3 separate regions of the Mus musculus genome follow, and regions 1 and 2 are each linked to region 3. The links are chromatin contacts, called in public Hi-C and HiCAR-type maps. All regions are on one chromosome and are shown on one strand. Each heading gives the region's core, a stretch centred on a gene start, on an enhancer-like site or on the middle of the called end of the contact. The rest is flanking DNA. Distances are from core to core; before and after follow the strand shown. Region 1 overlaps Fn1 (fibronectin 1). Region 2 overlaps Igfbp2 (insulin-like growth factor binding protein 2). Region 3 holds the start of Mreg (melanoregulin).

Region 1 (4,883 bases), core at 1,094-3,593, 580 kb before region 3:
TTGCACAGCCCTCTGGAATAGCTCCTTCCATAGATGAAGAGCCTCACAAATACAAATACATTAAAAACATTTCTTTCAAACACTATTTAAAGAGGTTTCATATGAATCAGTAAAAACAGACCTTATGTTATTAGTGACAATCTGCATAAGGCTGTTAAATATTGCTGTTTTAGAAAAATCCTAGTATAATCTCTCAGGTAGATAGACATGTCTCATGCATCTTATTTACTGAATTTGAGGCTGGAAAACTTGTGATAACTAAATCTCCTTGATAAATCTATTATTAAGAGAATATAAATGACATTTACTGTCTGTCCAGTCATCAAACCCTGTGTTCACAAGGGTGACAGAAGACGCGGGAAAGGGAGGGAGGGAAAGATGCTCGCAATGGTTAACCCAAGTGACTCAGAACTTCATTTCCTTTCTCAGCCTTTCAGCGCAGATCTGAAATCCCATTATTTTTAATTTTAATTTTTAAAATGCCTACATATGAGAGAGTACGGGTGCCGGCAGGAGACAGAGGCATGGGTCCCCTGAGCTGAAGGTTCAGCAATTGTGCTGTCTAATGGGAGGGATGGGAATTAAACTGCGTAGGGACTACAACCTCTGAGCTCTCAGCTCTCCAGGCCCCTAAGATGATGACAGGGTCCACCTTCAAGTGACTGCCCTGAATGGCAAAGGGGATTTAAAGCATTTCTGTGCAGGAATGGGAAGGAAGGAAGGAAGGAAGGAAGGAAGGAAGGAAGGAAGGAAGGAAGGAAGGAAGGAAGGAAGAAGGAAAACCCCTCATCTGTTTTCTAGGTCAATTAAATTCCAGCTCTCCACTATACTCTACACTACAACACATGATTTAAAGATGGGAAAGTTAAAAAAAAGGCTAGCTATCATTTACACTACTTAAATTGAAGTGTTTTTATATCCCCTTTGATGCTGGCTAGTTGTGTGATCCCGACCATCCACCTCCCTGGACCTTTTACACTTCTAATAGCAATGCCCACTGTGAGATCTTCACTTGTAGGGTGCCACATTATACACTTTCAAAATCAGTTGACAGTAAGGTCAGAAAGAGTGATTTCCGATAATAGTGACCCTGGAGAAGTTAAACATTCATGATTTTTTTTGACCCGAAAGGTTCTTTCTCTACCTAATTTGCTGAGAGCTGTGCTTTCCTGGTTGCTTATTGACAAACCAAATTCCTGCTACCTTTTGTTAGTTTGAACATCTCTACCAACCTAGTAGGAAGAACAAACAGGGCAAGGCTCAGACACGGTCTTTCAGCCATCGGAGCCTCAAAGGCTAGGCATGAGCCCTTGAGCAAAGCCTCCATTGAGATAAACACTGAGCCTGCTATCTAGGGTCAAACACTCATCCGCTTGCCCTGAAATCTCTTCTGTGTTCAATGGGTTTTTGACATTGCCCTTTTTAGAAACAGGGAACAAAGTCAACAGGTAAAACTCCCGCTAGGTGACTCTTCCTGTCCATCAGCAGATCTACCCTCAATGCTTGCAGCAAGATATATGTGAATAGACTTATTTTTAAAAGAAAAGGTCTTAAAAGAAAATAAATTTCAAAAATTGCCCTGCAAAAACTGACTGTGAACACAAAAATAAACTTCTATTCTTGGCTTGTATCATTGGAAAATCCAATCCTCCTAAATATGTGTTTTCTGAATTTATGGCTCATTTGTAATCAGATTTTTAAACTATATTAAGTTGACCAGGTGTAATGTGCACACCTGTGACCCCAGCCTTTTGGAAACAAGAGACAGGAGGCATGGTCAGAAGTTCAAGGTCATCATTGGCTACATAGTAAGTTTGAGGCCACCCAGGGCTAGATGAGACTCAAAAAGCAAAACAAAGCAACTGGATTCAATTTTTAAAAATGTTAAGTAACTCACTCTTGGTTTTGTTTTGTTTTGTTTTGTTTTGTTTTGTTTTTCGAGACAGGGTTCCTTTGTTATAGCCCTGGCTGTCCTGGAACTCACTTTGTAGACTAGGCTGGCCTTGAACTCAGAAATCCGCCTGCCTCTGCCTCCTAAGTGCTGGAATTAAAGGCATGCGCCACCACGCCCGGCAAGTAACTCACTCTTAAACCAAAGTCCAGCAAAAATGCAGGCTGCTCTGAGCTACATAGTTGCGGAAGCAATCACCTATCCTACCCTGACAATGTCTAAGGGCTGAGCGGAGGAGGATGTCCCCAGCACATAAAAACAATGAGCGTATTCTGGATATGGGAGGCATGCAACTCTAATCCCAGCACTTGGGAGGAAGAGGCAGGTGGATCTCTATGAGTCTGAGGCCAGCCTGGTCCACAAAGTAGCCAGAGTTACACAGTGAAACCCTGTCATTGAAAAACAAACAAAACATGATTGCATGAGTGGTGGACGGGTGCTCTGGGTCTCTGACTGTTAGTGAAGGACTGGAAGCAATTTTAAAGGTGGTTAGCAAGTCTCCCTTTGTCCACAGGAGAAGTTAACTAGTATCTCTCTCACAGCACAGTCAGAGCGAGGACTCACACTGCCTTGGGCTCTCATCGTTCACTTTGGGACACTCTTAGGAAGATTAGTTTAATCTTAGTATTTAATCTTAATACTTATGGAGTTAATTTATTATTATAATATTTTGTATTCTTGTGGATTATCTCCCCCCACCCCAAATCTTTTTGTTTCTGAATACAGGTGGTATTTCATGTCTTAAATTTGGGCCAGCAAGATGGCTCAGGGTAAGGTGCTCGCCTCCCACAAGCCTGTAGACCTGAGTCTGATCCCCACATAAAGAATCGTGTGTGAAGAAAGAACTTCAAAGTCCACTCTGACCTTCACGTATGTGCTGTGACCCAGTGCCCTCTCCACACACATACAGATAAATAAATAAATCATTAACGGAAATCTAGGAGTCTGCTGAAATGGCACTCATAATCAACGTGTGAATTTTAAATGTTTTCCCCAAAATGAATTAATGCCTATGGCTAGGCATGATGTCTCTATGGGAGAACAAACAACAACCAAACAAAACAATGAGAACCTAGCAATAAATATCAACAACAAAACCACAATAAATATTTTAAGGTATTCGAACGGTGTGGGTGGAGTTGACCAAGTTTCTTGGCTCCAGATTTTGTTCCACATTACATCTCACTAAACAAATGAAATCTGACACAAAGAAGGGCTTAAGATGGCAGGAAACAAATTTATGCCTCATACTGTACTTCTTGCCTTCTGTCGATGTGACTTCTCTTTAAGAAACAGAATGTAAAACTCTTTCACTTCCAGTCTGAGTTACTTTATGGCTCTACTTGAACACACACACATACACATGCACGAATGCAAGCATGCATGCCCATGTATGCGCATGTGCACACACATGTACACTCACAAACACAGGCACACACACTCACTCACACATGTACACACATGCACACGCATGCATGTGCACATACATACACACATCCACACATGTGTTTGCACAAGCACAGATACACACACACACACACACAGGACTGAGATAAAATGAACTGAAATGTTTTCACCTAATGGAGTCCTCAACTGTGTAAAATGCAAAATTGTAGCATGCACTTTTTCATAGTCTTTGGTGATTTTTCCCTGATGAAGGGTGAAATAAAACAATTTAAGACAAAAATGCAATTAACTATTAGACAGTAATATGAAAAGGGATGGGACAGAGCAAGGCCCCCACTGGGATTCCAAATAGTAGCATAGACTGGCATCCATGGGTCTGCTTCTGTCTCAGAGCTACTTACCTGGGTAGGTCTGCAGAGGTTGACAGTGCCACTCCCCGATGCCACGGCCGTAGCAGTAACACTGGTATCGGACACCATGCACAAACTTCTCCCAGGAGTCACCAATCTGGTAAAATGTCCGGGTCTCTGAATCTTGGCACTGGTCTAAAACAAACACAAAGAAAAGATTAAAACAGCCTCAAACACATCACTGTAGTGTGATGAAGTGTATTCTTAAAGTATGAATATAAAAATTCCAGTTCTTACAAATATAGTTAAAGTAAGTTATAAGTGTATGTGTTTGTGTGTGTGATATGTGCTTGTGTGTGAGATACGTGCATATGTTGTGTGAAACCATTTCCCCAGTCCTAAAGTAATATTTTATTCAAGTCATTTACCTTATGGGAAAATTAGTCGTTAAAATTAAAATGTACCTTTTGGGAAGGATATTTGGTGTCCTACAGGGGAAACATTGCTAAATTTAAAAAAAATGTAAAGATTAAAATTTCAGCATATAGCCAAAATCTGAAAATTAATTTTAGGAAACTAGATACCAATTAAAAGTTTTAAAACTTGCCATCTGTAAAATAAGAAAAGAACTTTGCAATGATTTCATTTTGTGTACTTCTTCGGAATTCAGTAGGTAGCTTTACATTAATGAGCTAAATTTAAAGCATGAACAGCTTTCTAAGCAAGCCTCCCGGGACCTCTCGGCTTTACAATCGCAGGCCGAACAAACTGCTGGGATCAATTTGCTGTCTCAGTAAGCAGTCTGCCTCCTTCAGTAAAGGAGTAAGAACTGATTATCTTAAACTTTGGATTTGGGGAATAGGCTCCTTTTAATGTTGATCGCTCAGTGATGGCCCAGCCCTATCTATTTATCTACTTATTGTACAGAGAGGCAAAAGCTGAAGTGTTTTGGCCGGAGGCAGGCATCTACTGGCTGAGTCCTATACCCATGTTTCTTTTCTGCAGTCAGTAACGAAACTTCCTTTGTCATGACTCAGAACCAACAAAGCTAACCCCACTCACTCACTGCAGTAAAGCCACCCTTGTTACCAACACATTTGCAAGGCTCTCTGCAGACTGATGGATGAGGCAGGTTTGGAGAGAAGGAAGTCTGGCGATACCAAATAGCTTTCCTT
Region 2 (4,744 bases), core at 1,520-4,019, 640 kb after region 3:
GAAGCCCATCCAGGGAGCTCCCACCATCCGGGGAGACCCCGAGTGCCATCTCTTCTACAACGAGCAGCAGGAGACTGGTGGGGCCCATGCCCAAAGTGTGCAGTAAACCCCAGCCAGTCGGTGCCTGGCTTCCCCATCCCGAACACCAGCAGAAATGGAGGGCGTCAGGGTGACGGGTGTGGAGGAGTTCCCAGTTTTGACACATGTATTTATATTTGGAAAGAGACCAACACTGAGCTCAGAAGCCCCCCTCTGACCCCCCCCAGCGGCTGTTAAGCTGAACCTCCCTTGCTTCTGTTAGAGAGGGGAAGGGTGGTATGGAGGGCACTGGGTACAGGCCTGGGAATGGGGAAAGAAATTTTTATTTTTGAATCCCTGTGTCTCTTTTACTTAAGATTAAAGGAAGGAAAAATAAAAAGTGTGTGTCTTACTTGAGTCTTTGGGGTGTCCCGGGAAAGAGTCTTGGGGGGGGATGGTCTGCTGAGCTCATGCCCACCTTGTCCCTAATACCTGGAATGGCGGGGAAGTCACTGTTTCCATCTTACATGGGGACAAGAAAAAGGCTTCTGAACCCAGATGCCGGCCTGCGGTGGAACCCAGGGCTCTGCTGCACTAAGGAAGGTTTCCACCCCCCTGGACTGACTGAGGAAGATGGGTAGTGAGGACAAGAGTGTGGACACTGGACACTGGACGCACAGTCCACAATCCCAGCTTTTGGGAGGCTGAAGCAGGTAAGACTGAGAGTCTAGTCTAGCCTGGGCTACACAGCATATAAACACCCATACAAAGCAACATCGGTAGAAAGCTTCAGATGATATTGCAGTGGGAGATGGGAAATGGGGAACATTGAAATTGGGACTCTCCTACCCCCTGAAATAAGGAGTTTTCAGGTATCTTAGGGGTTTCCATTGCTGTGAAGAGACACCTTGACCAAAGCAACTCATTTTTTTCTGACATATTTTCTTTTTATTAGGTATTTTCTTTATTTACACTTAATTTTATTTCCTTTCCTCATTTCCCCTCTGGAACTCCCCTATTCCATCCCCCCTCCCACTGCTCACTAAGCCACCCACTCCGGATTCCCTGTTCTGGCATTCCCCTACAGTGGGACCCTTCACAAGACCAAGGGCCTCTCCTCCCATTGATGTCCTCCTACAAGGCCATCCTCTGCTACATATGCGGCTGGAACCATGGGTCCCTCCCTGTGTACTCTTTGGTTGGTGGTTTAGTCCCTGGGAGCTCTGGGAGTACTGGTTGGTTCATATTGTTGTTCCTCCTGTGGGGCTGCAAACCCCTTCAGCTCCAACTTGGGTCCTTTCTCTAGCTCCTCCACTGGAGACCCTATGCTCAGTCCAATGGATGGCTGTGTGTACTCACCTCTGTCAGGCACTGGCAGAGCCTCTCAGGAGACAGCTATATCAGGCTCCTGTCAGCAAGCACATGTTGGCATCCACAATAGTGTCTGGGTTTACTAACTGTATACGGGATGGATTCCCAGATGGGACAGTCACTGGATGGCCTTTCCTTCAGTCTCTGCTTCAAACATGAGCACAGCAACTCTTTTGATTGGGATTTAATTAAATGGAAACATTTCATTGGGATCGACTTACAGTTCAGAGGTTTAGTCTGTTACGGTGGGAAGCATGGTGGCATGCCAATAGGCAGGCAGACTTGGTGCTAGAGAGTTCCTGTGTTCTACATCTGGATTTAGAGTCAGCAGGAAGAGAGTGAGACATCAGGTCTGGCTTGAGCATCTGAGACCTCAAAGTGAACCCCTAGTGACACCCTTCCTCCAACAAAGTCACACCCACTCCAACAAGGCCACTCCTCCTAACAGTGCCACTTCCTATGGGTCCATGAAACCATTTCATTCAAACCACCACCCCAGTCCAGGACAAGGAATTACACTTGAACCCCCAAGGAAAGGCTGGTGACCTTGCTTCTGGGCTGTTCAGAAAGGTCACCCCTGAGCTTTCAGAAGCTGCTCCTGGAGTGGCTTGCGTGACTGGCCCCATATCAACAAATCAGCCAGCTTCAAAGGGGTCTCTGTGGATAAAGAGCATGGGCTGAGACTGGATCATGCTTGTGCACATTTCAGGCAGATGTCTGAGTTCAAGGTCAGCCTGGTTTCCAGAGCAAGTTCTAGGACAGCCAGGGTGACACCTTAGCTCTGTCTCAAAAAAGAACAGAACTTGGACCAAGAGACTGGGAACTGAGTCAGGGTATGGGGGTGGGGGAGCCCTTTTTGAAGCAATGTGTAGCAGGACTCTAACACGATGTTTTGTCTGTACCGGAAGCCCCAGTGAAGCCCAGGGACTGTCCTCACCCTTTGGCTGTGGGCCATGGGGAAGGCAAACCATTTTTCTCCCCAGTGCAAGGCTGAGCTCAACTTCAGTCTGCACCTGAGCCCTCTGGCTGTGGAGGGGCCTCTCTCGCGGGCTGGCTCAGTCCCTTCAGACTCATCATCTAGCACATCCGGAGGTGGTGAGGGACACCTGGGACTTTGGGCGGGTGCCAGGACATTAGATTCTTAGAGAACACCCCCTGTCAGGAAAAGAGCTACTTCAGGGTGGATGGAACAGATACATGAATTCAACTAAGTCCCATGATACAGAAACAGTTACCAGTTTCATTTTACAGGCAGGCAAAGGTTTCCAGAAAGGCCCTATTGCTCAGTATCAAGGTTGCGGCTCATCCCTGGATCAAGCATCCCCATTTGGGAGCATTTTCCCCTGGGCCTAGCGGGGATGGTTTAATCTTCAACGAACAAGGTCATAGCCTGTGGAGGCTGCTGGGAAACACTATCAGAGGGATGTTTCAGGGTCATCCTTGTGCTACTACGGGCCTCAGAGAGCTTCTTCCTAAACATTTTGTGAAAGTCCCTTGATGTTGCCACAACCTGCTCTGCCCATTGCTAGTCCCCTGTTCATTGAAAGAGGGGGCTGGTTGGGTAGGGTTTTAATTGAATGTGTTCCCACATCACTCACTGGAGACCTAGACCTCTGAAGTTTAAGCCTGGCCACTGTTAAACGCTGAGGCCATACTGCCCCCATGTGGCAGCATGTGTAACTGCAGCCAAACTCATTTTGGCTTTTCAATTAGTTAAAGGGAGGCCCAGGAACCTATATTAAGTCAAATGGAGGTGCTCTCTCATAAGGATTCACAAGCTCTCCCATAGATTTCCAGAGTTAGGTGATGTGGAAACAGGGACTGAGAATCTTTATGTATACCTCTTGTAAGATTTCTAGGGAAGGCCAGTGACCTAAGTTGTAAGGCCTGGGACACTATGAGGCCTCTTGTTCTTACTAAGAACTTCAAGGCAGTGATAAGAAAGTTCACCAAAGACAGTACACTAGAGCTCTGAGCTCCAGGTGATGTCATGGGTACGTGTCCACAAGGCTGGCCCTCCTCTGTGCCCTCTGGATTTGCAGACACCCTGCTGTAGCTGTGGCATCTGCTAAGTGTATCTTTGGTACTTCGATGTGCTAGCAACACTGGGAAGACCTTGCTTGTCCCTGACTATAAATTGTATGACTTTGTGCATATTTCTAACTTCTACACACCCTTTAAAACCTCAGCTTTAAGTACTGGGATGATGTCTGTTTGAAAGAACAGCTTGCAGGGTAGAAATTCATTTCTGCCACACAGTAAGTGTTGGTTAAATGTAGTCATGACTACATGCTAAGTAGGGTGATGCAGTGTTTGCATGTGGAGCTGCAAGAGATGACGGCCTCTGTCCTGTAGTGTCTACATTTCCGTGTTGTAAATGATTGACCGTCTCATGGCATGATGTGACAGAGGCATATCCTCCAGCACTGTAGTGTAATGACGAGCAGCCTTGTGGAAGGCACCTTGGAGCGGCAATGGAGAGTTGAGATGAAGAAATAGAGCTTGCGTGTGCACACATCTGTGTATGTTTTCTAAGGGATTGGGTTCAGAAAGAGGAGGCAGCATGTGGAAGGCCTTCAAGCCTGAGCTGCACTCTGAGCCTGGAGGCCTGCACACGGCCGAGGATGGGTGTCATTCCTAGGGCGCAGGCAGCAGAGGGACAGCTGAAGAGGAACGTTGTAGGGAACCTATCGGGAGGGATGTGGTGTGTTGCTGAGGGACTTGAACGTAGGCCAAGGGTGGATAAGACTAGATATGTGTTTGGAAATCAATTGTGGATGAGAGAAGAAGGCATGAGAGGAGAGATGGAGTTGAATCCACCAGGCAGCCCTGAAAATGATCCAAACGAGGAAGAAGGAGGATAGTGAGAGCTTTCAGGGAGTAGCTGACTGCTGGGAGCATTGGATGGAGAGCTAAGTGGGGGAATCCGGACTAATACCTAGGGGTCTGGCGCGGACCGTTGGGTGGATGTGATGACGTCATCGGAGACCAGGGAGTTCTGAGACCCAGAGTGTGGCTTAAGTGGATTGTGGCAAAAGGAAGAACTGAATAGGGTACCAGAGCCACGTGGTCTTGGACCAGCTGCCTGCCATCCAATGAGGATGGGAGAGAGAATGGAGCCAGGCTCCGGTCCACTCTGTAAGTGTCCAGGTAGGTTGCCTGATCCGAATGTGCCGTGTGGGTTATGACTTCTGATCAAGAATTGTTTGGAGCAGCCAGGGGGCAGAACGGCCACAGGTCGTGAGGAGTTAGACGGCGAGGCTTCAAGGGCCACATAAGGGCCTGCGGAGCCGGGAGGGATATGGAGCAGGTTCCGTTCATGTGGCTTCAGGGGGATAAGCCCCGAGGACAAACA
Region 3 (4,502 bases), core at 1,473-3,972:
CTCTGCAGGATGCATAGGCATCATCACCCTTCACAAAGACACGAGGAAGCTGTGGAAGACACAAATAACCTTAATAACTCACGGCCAGCCACCCACTCACCTGACTCCTCCCAGGTAGCCCGGCTCATCAACGCTTCGCTATGCTGCTCCAACTGATGATACCTTCCTATTGTTGTTGTTGTTGTTGTTGTTTGGGGTTTTTTGTTATTGTTTTTTGAGACAGGGTTTCTCTGTGTAGCCTTGGCAATCCTGGAACATTTTCTGTAGACCAGGCTGGCCTCCAACTAATAGAGATCTGCCTGCTGGGATTAAAAGCGTACGCCACCACAACTGCCCTGGCACCTTCCTAACTTTTTTTTTTTGGACTTATTTATTTTATGTATGAGTACACTGTCGCTATCTTCAGACACACCAGAAGAGGGCATCAGATTCCATTACAGATGGTTGTGAGCCACCATGTGGTTGCTGGGAATTGAACTCAGGACCTCTGGACGAGCAACCAGTGCTCTTAATCACTGAGCCACTCCAGCCCCACCTTCGTAAATTTTAAACATTTCTTTTCAGATAGGGTGTTGTGTTTAGATTTCTTTGGCCAAGGCAGCTTTGAACACCTGACTCTCCTGCCTCCCAGCCTAGGAGCTATGATCATGACCCTGTTCCACCATGCCTAGCTAACTTCATCTTCTTTTAAAAAAAGAAAGAAAGTCACAAAATTCAGACTGTCATCCACTGAGCATAAAGCAAGACAGGAGAAGGTCTCAATTTCAAAATAAAAAGCACCTGAAGTCCAGCAATTCTAAAAGAATAAAAAAAAAAAAAAGCACTAGAAAAAAAACAAAAACAAAAAACAAAAAAAATGGCTGAAAGTAAATTGAAGGCTGTATTTCATAAGAACCTAGAGTCTAAAGTCCTGAGATAAAAATCTACACGGTTAGCTTTTGCTGTTTAAATTAAAGATAGGTAATTTAGATTTCTCCAAGCCCAAAGTAATCTCAAAATCTAAGTGAGAGGGCTATTAGCAAAAACAACCAAACATAGTATGGTAGCCGGGAGGGGTGGTGAACGCCTTTAATCAGATCACCCAGGAGGCAAACGGATCTCTGAGTTAGAGGTCAGCCAGGTCTACATAGTAAGACAGAGTGTGTGTGTGTGTGTGTGTGTGTATTTGTGTGTGTGTGTGTGTGTGTGTGTGTGTGTGTGTGTGTGTGTGGTGCCTTGGGTATCTAGATATATTTCATGAAACACCTCACCAGATAACAAGATGATAATTCCAAGTCCTGACTCGCAAAAGGGAGATGAAAAGGGGCCACAAGGCCACTTTAGGAAAGGGTAGAAGGCAAAAGGTCACCATTGGCCAGGAGCTTGGAGGGACTAAGAGTAGATTGTTCCTACAGGGGCAAGTACATCCTGCTTAATGCGCTGGAAAATAAGAGCAGACAGGCAGGATGGGTTATGTAACTCTGCAAAGTCAGGGGAAGTGTCTGGACTTGACAGAGTAGGGCAAGGTAAAGCCATGCTTTGCTGCTTCTGCCAGAGTTGTGCAAGCAGGATTGGATTCGTTGCGTGTCCCTTAAGGAAGGGGTCCTGGCTTCTGCGCTTGTTCACCAAGCCTAGAATTCCACCCTACATCCTGTGCCCTAATTTCAATTCTGTTCCCTGGGGCACGACTTGGTGGGACCTCATTCGATAAGGTTAACCTGGCATGGTGGAACTTAATTTCAGCAAACTCACGATAGGGAGGAAGAAAAAAACAAAAAACAAAAAACCAACATTTTAAGGAAAAATAAAAATCACAGTCCTATCTCTTCTCTCTCTAGGAGCCGGCAACCACGCTTGGGTATGTCTTATTTCTGAGTGCCTTTTTCTTCTACCCCTCGTGCTTATACGTATATTAAAGTATCGCTTTAGGGGAAAAAAAAAAAAAGTCAAGCAAAGCTGTGCACAGGGTTCCTTCACAAAGCCTCTTAGCACATTAGCTAATGAGCATTAAATGTCCCCACATTTCAGTTTAAACCCCCGAACAGTCAATTGGCTGTCACTGGTACAGCACGCATAGTTTTATCACGAGAAAGATTTCCTCAGTCACTGAAATCGACTTCTTTCGGTCATGACATTGGAAGAGATAGCCAAACTTTTTTTTTTCATCTCAGTGCCAAGGAAACCCACGCTCGTCCGTCTCATCCGATGAGACCCCCTCTGGAAACTTCTCTTCCCGGCCCTTTCCCCTGCAGCAGTCAGTGGCGTTTCCCAGGGGCATCCGCTGCCTCCGAGGAGCCACACAAAATCTGAACCAAGGATCCGGAGCTTAAATCGTCTTGTGCGAGACCGGGGCCGAGGGGGGCCGGGTGGCACCGCGGTGTGACCTCACAGCACCCCTTCCCCGGTTCAGACGACACCCGGGTCCCCACCCCGCGAGGCGGCCCGATACGCACCTGACCAGCGGCTCCTTCTCGGGCCGCGCGGGCTCCTCCAGGCACCGGCACGGGCAGCAGCAGCAGGCGCTCCGTAGCCAGCGGCGCAGCCCCATGGGGAGCGAGGCCCGGCGCCGGGATCCCGGAGCCGGGCGCGCGATGGCGGCGGGGACGCGGGGACGGGGACAGGGACGGCCGCGGCGTCACGGGCCGGGCCGTGCGCATCACGCCGCGGCCGGCCGTGGGGACGCGAGCTGCGCGTTTGCCGCGGGAGCTTTTCCCTCTCTCTTTTAATTCCCCGGGTGCCGCCCGAGCGCATGCGTCCTGCGACGCCCACGGCTGCCCTCTAGGGAGCGAGCGCGCTCCAGGCGCCCCGCAGAACCCCGGAGGTGACCGCTGAGCAGCAGGGGTCTGCTGCGCGTGGCCGAACCCAACTGTCCTTTTAATTGGCTTCTCTGCAAAGGAAATGGTCTCCCACAATACACGCTTTGTAAAAGTTTTTTTATTTTTTCAAACTTCCAGCCCTTGAACACTCTTAGGGGAAAAAAAAAAAGCAACCGCTTGTGAGTTCTACAACTGTTATATTACAAGAGATTTATTTTTGTAAATTACAATGTGAGTGCTGGGAACAGAATCCTGTCTTGTGTAGCGCCATCTACCTCACCAGCCCCCAGAAATCCCACTTTTGTTTTTTTATGTCCAAGCAGCAGATTACCGCACCAAATGTTTGTGGTTTTGTTTTGTTTGGGGTTTTGTTTGTTTGTTTGTTTTTATCTTTTGAAATTAAAACATTGCATTGCCCCACCCACCCTCACCATTCCCTTTCTCCCTCCAACCCTTCCCATGCACACATTTTTGTGCCTGGCTCTTTTCACTGATGTCATGCAGACTGTATGTGTATCTTTCTGTCTTCCTAACGCAGACCTAATCTTACCGATGCCAGTGTTATTTAACCAGACCGTGAACATAATGGTGAACATGTTAACCAATCCCAGCCTTTTGTACTGAGGGCTGCAGTGCACATCCTTGAACTGCTGCACTTGGGAGCTTCTACACCAACTGAATAAAGATGTGGCAGTCGACTTGCTGTGTCATAAGATGCCCCTTTAATTTTTTTTTTAAAAAAGATTTATTTTATACATATGTGAGAACACTGTAGCTGTGTTCAGACACACCAGAAAAGGGCATTGGATCCCATAACAGATGGTTGTGAGCCACCATGTGGTTGCTGGGAATTGAAATGAGGACCTCTGGAAAAGCAGTCATTGCTCTTAACCACTGAGCCATCTTTCCAGTCCACCCCTTTAATTTTAATGAATCCTGCCAAATTGCTTTCCAGTGTGCAATTCAAATTTAGACTCTGGCATACAAACCCTATACTCAATATAAAATACAAGGTGTGATCGCCCAGGGAGTGTCACTATCAGAAAGTGTGGCCCTGTTGGAGTAGGTGTGTCACTGTGGATGTGGGCTTTAAGACCCTCATCCTAGCTGTCTGGAAGCCAGTATTCTGCTAGCAGCCTTCAGATGAAGATGTAGAACTCTCAGCTCCTCCTGCACCATGCCTGCCTGGATAATAAACTGACCCTCTGAACCTGTAAGCCAGCCCCAATTAAATGTTGTCCTTAGAAGAGTTGCCTTGGTCATGGTGTCTGTTCACATCAGTAAAACCCTAAAGCAGAAGGTGTTTTGCTTCTTTGTCTTGCCTTTGCCAGTCTGATTTACTTGAGAAGTATTTAAGCTATGTGTGAGGCATGTTTTAGGATGGGGATACAGCAGTAAACAAGACCAGCAAAAAGTGAACATTCTGGTGAGGGGTGGTTAGACAAGGAAATAAGCACTTTCCAAGTATGTTAACTTTAAGTTAGTTAGACTAGACTAGTTAGTTAGACTTTAAGTTAGTTAGACTAGAGAACAAATAAGGCAAGAAAAGGGATGAGTGCCATGGTGAGGTGTGCGTGCCTAGAGGTCAAACCCAGGGTCCTGCTCACACCAAACTCAAGCCCTGAGTTACAGGCCCAGGCCCCAGTGTTTTATTTTGAAAAGGTCTCATATAGGCCAGGATGACTTCAAACCCCCTATATAGCTGAA

What was found. A called contact is a pair of places that touch in the nucleus more often than the background predicts. HiCAR-type assays count read pairs that join an accessible place to other places.
Region 1: a Hi-C map of liver shows a contact between it and region 3, with 5 times the contacts expected there. The contact joins the enhancer-like site here to the promoter of Mreg in region 3. A contact is called at or near these places in 10 of 39 promoter capture datasets (3T3-L1-derived adipocytes, embryonic stem cells, hematopoietic stem and progenitor cells and 4 more), 3 of 484 Hi-C or Micro-C datasets (embryonic stem cells and liver) and 11 of 115 datasets of contacts at active chromatin or transcription factors (embryonic stem cells and stem cell-derived neural progenitor cells).
Region 2: a HiCAR-type map of astrocytes shows a contact between it and region 3, with 2.2 times the contacts expected there. The contact joins the enhancer-like site here to the promoter of Mreg in region 3. A contact is called at or near these places in 3 of 39 promoter capture datasets (the 3T3-L1 cell line, the HPC-7 cell line and pre-B cells), 1 of 484 Hi-C or Micro-C datasets (the N1E-115 cell line) and 4 of 115 datasets of contacts at active chromatin or transcription factors (astrocytes, embryonic stem cells, extraembryonic endoderm stem cells and 1 more).

The regions. Positions count from the first base shown.
Region 1 is chr1:71,633,493-71,638,375 of GRCm38.p6, forward strand. It overlaps Fn1 (fibronectin 1), which reads right to left. Exons shown (of 46, transcript NM_010233.2): 12 at 3,760-3,903. Among named protein-coding and RNA genes, the nearest start is that of Fn1, 17 kb to the right of the region's middle. Within about 2 kb of position 2,344, at least 13 of the 459 cell types and tissues checked have an H3K27ac peak or open chromatin away from gene starts, as enhancers often do. A contact at or near this core is called in embryonic stem cells and liver, where this site is marked.
Region 2 is chr1:72,852,057-72,856,800 of GRCm38.p6, forward strand. It overlaps Igfbp2 (insulin-like growth factor binding protein 2), which reads left to right. Exons shown (of 4, transcript NM_008342.3): 4 at 1-418. The coding sequence ends at 106. Among named protein-coding and RNA genes, the nearest start is that of Igfbp5, 20 kb to the right of the region's middle. Within about 2 kb of position 2,770, at least 21 of the 459 cell types and tissues checked have an H3K27ac peak or open chromatin away from gene starts, as enhancers often do. A contact at or near this core is called in astrocytes, where this site is marked.
Region 3 is chr1:72,209,585-72,214,086 of GRCm38.p6, forward strand. Mreg (melanoregulin) reads right to left here and starts at 2,723. Exons shown (of 5, transcript NM_001005423.2): 1 at 2,433-2,723. The coding sequence starts at 2,527.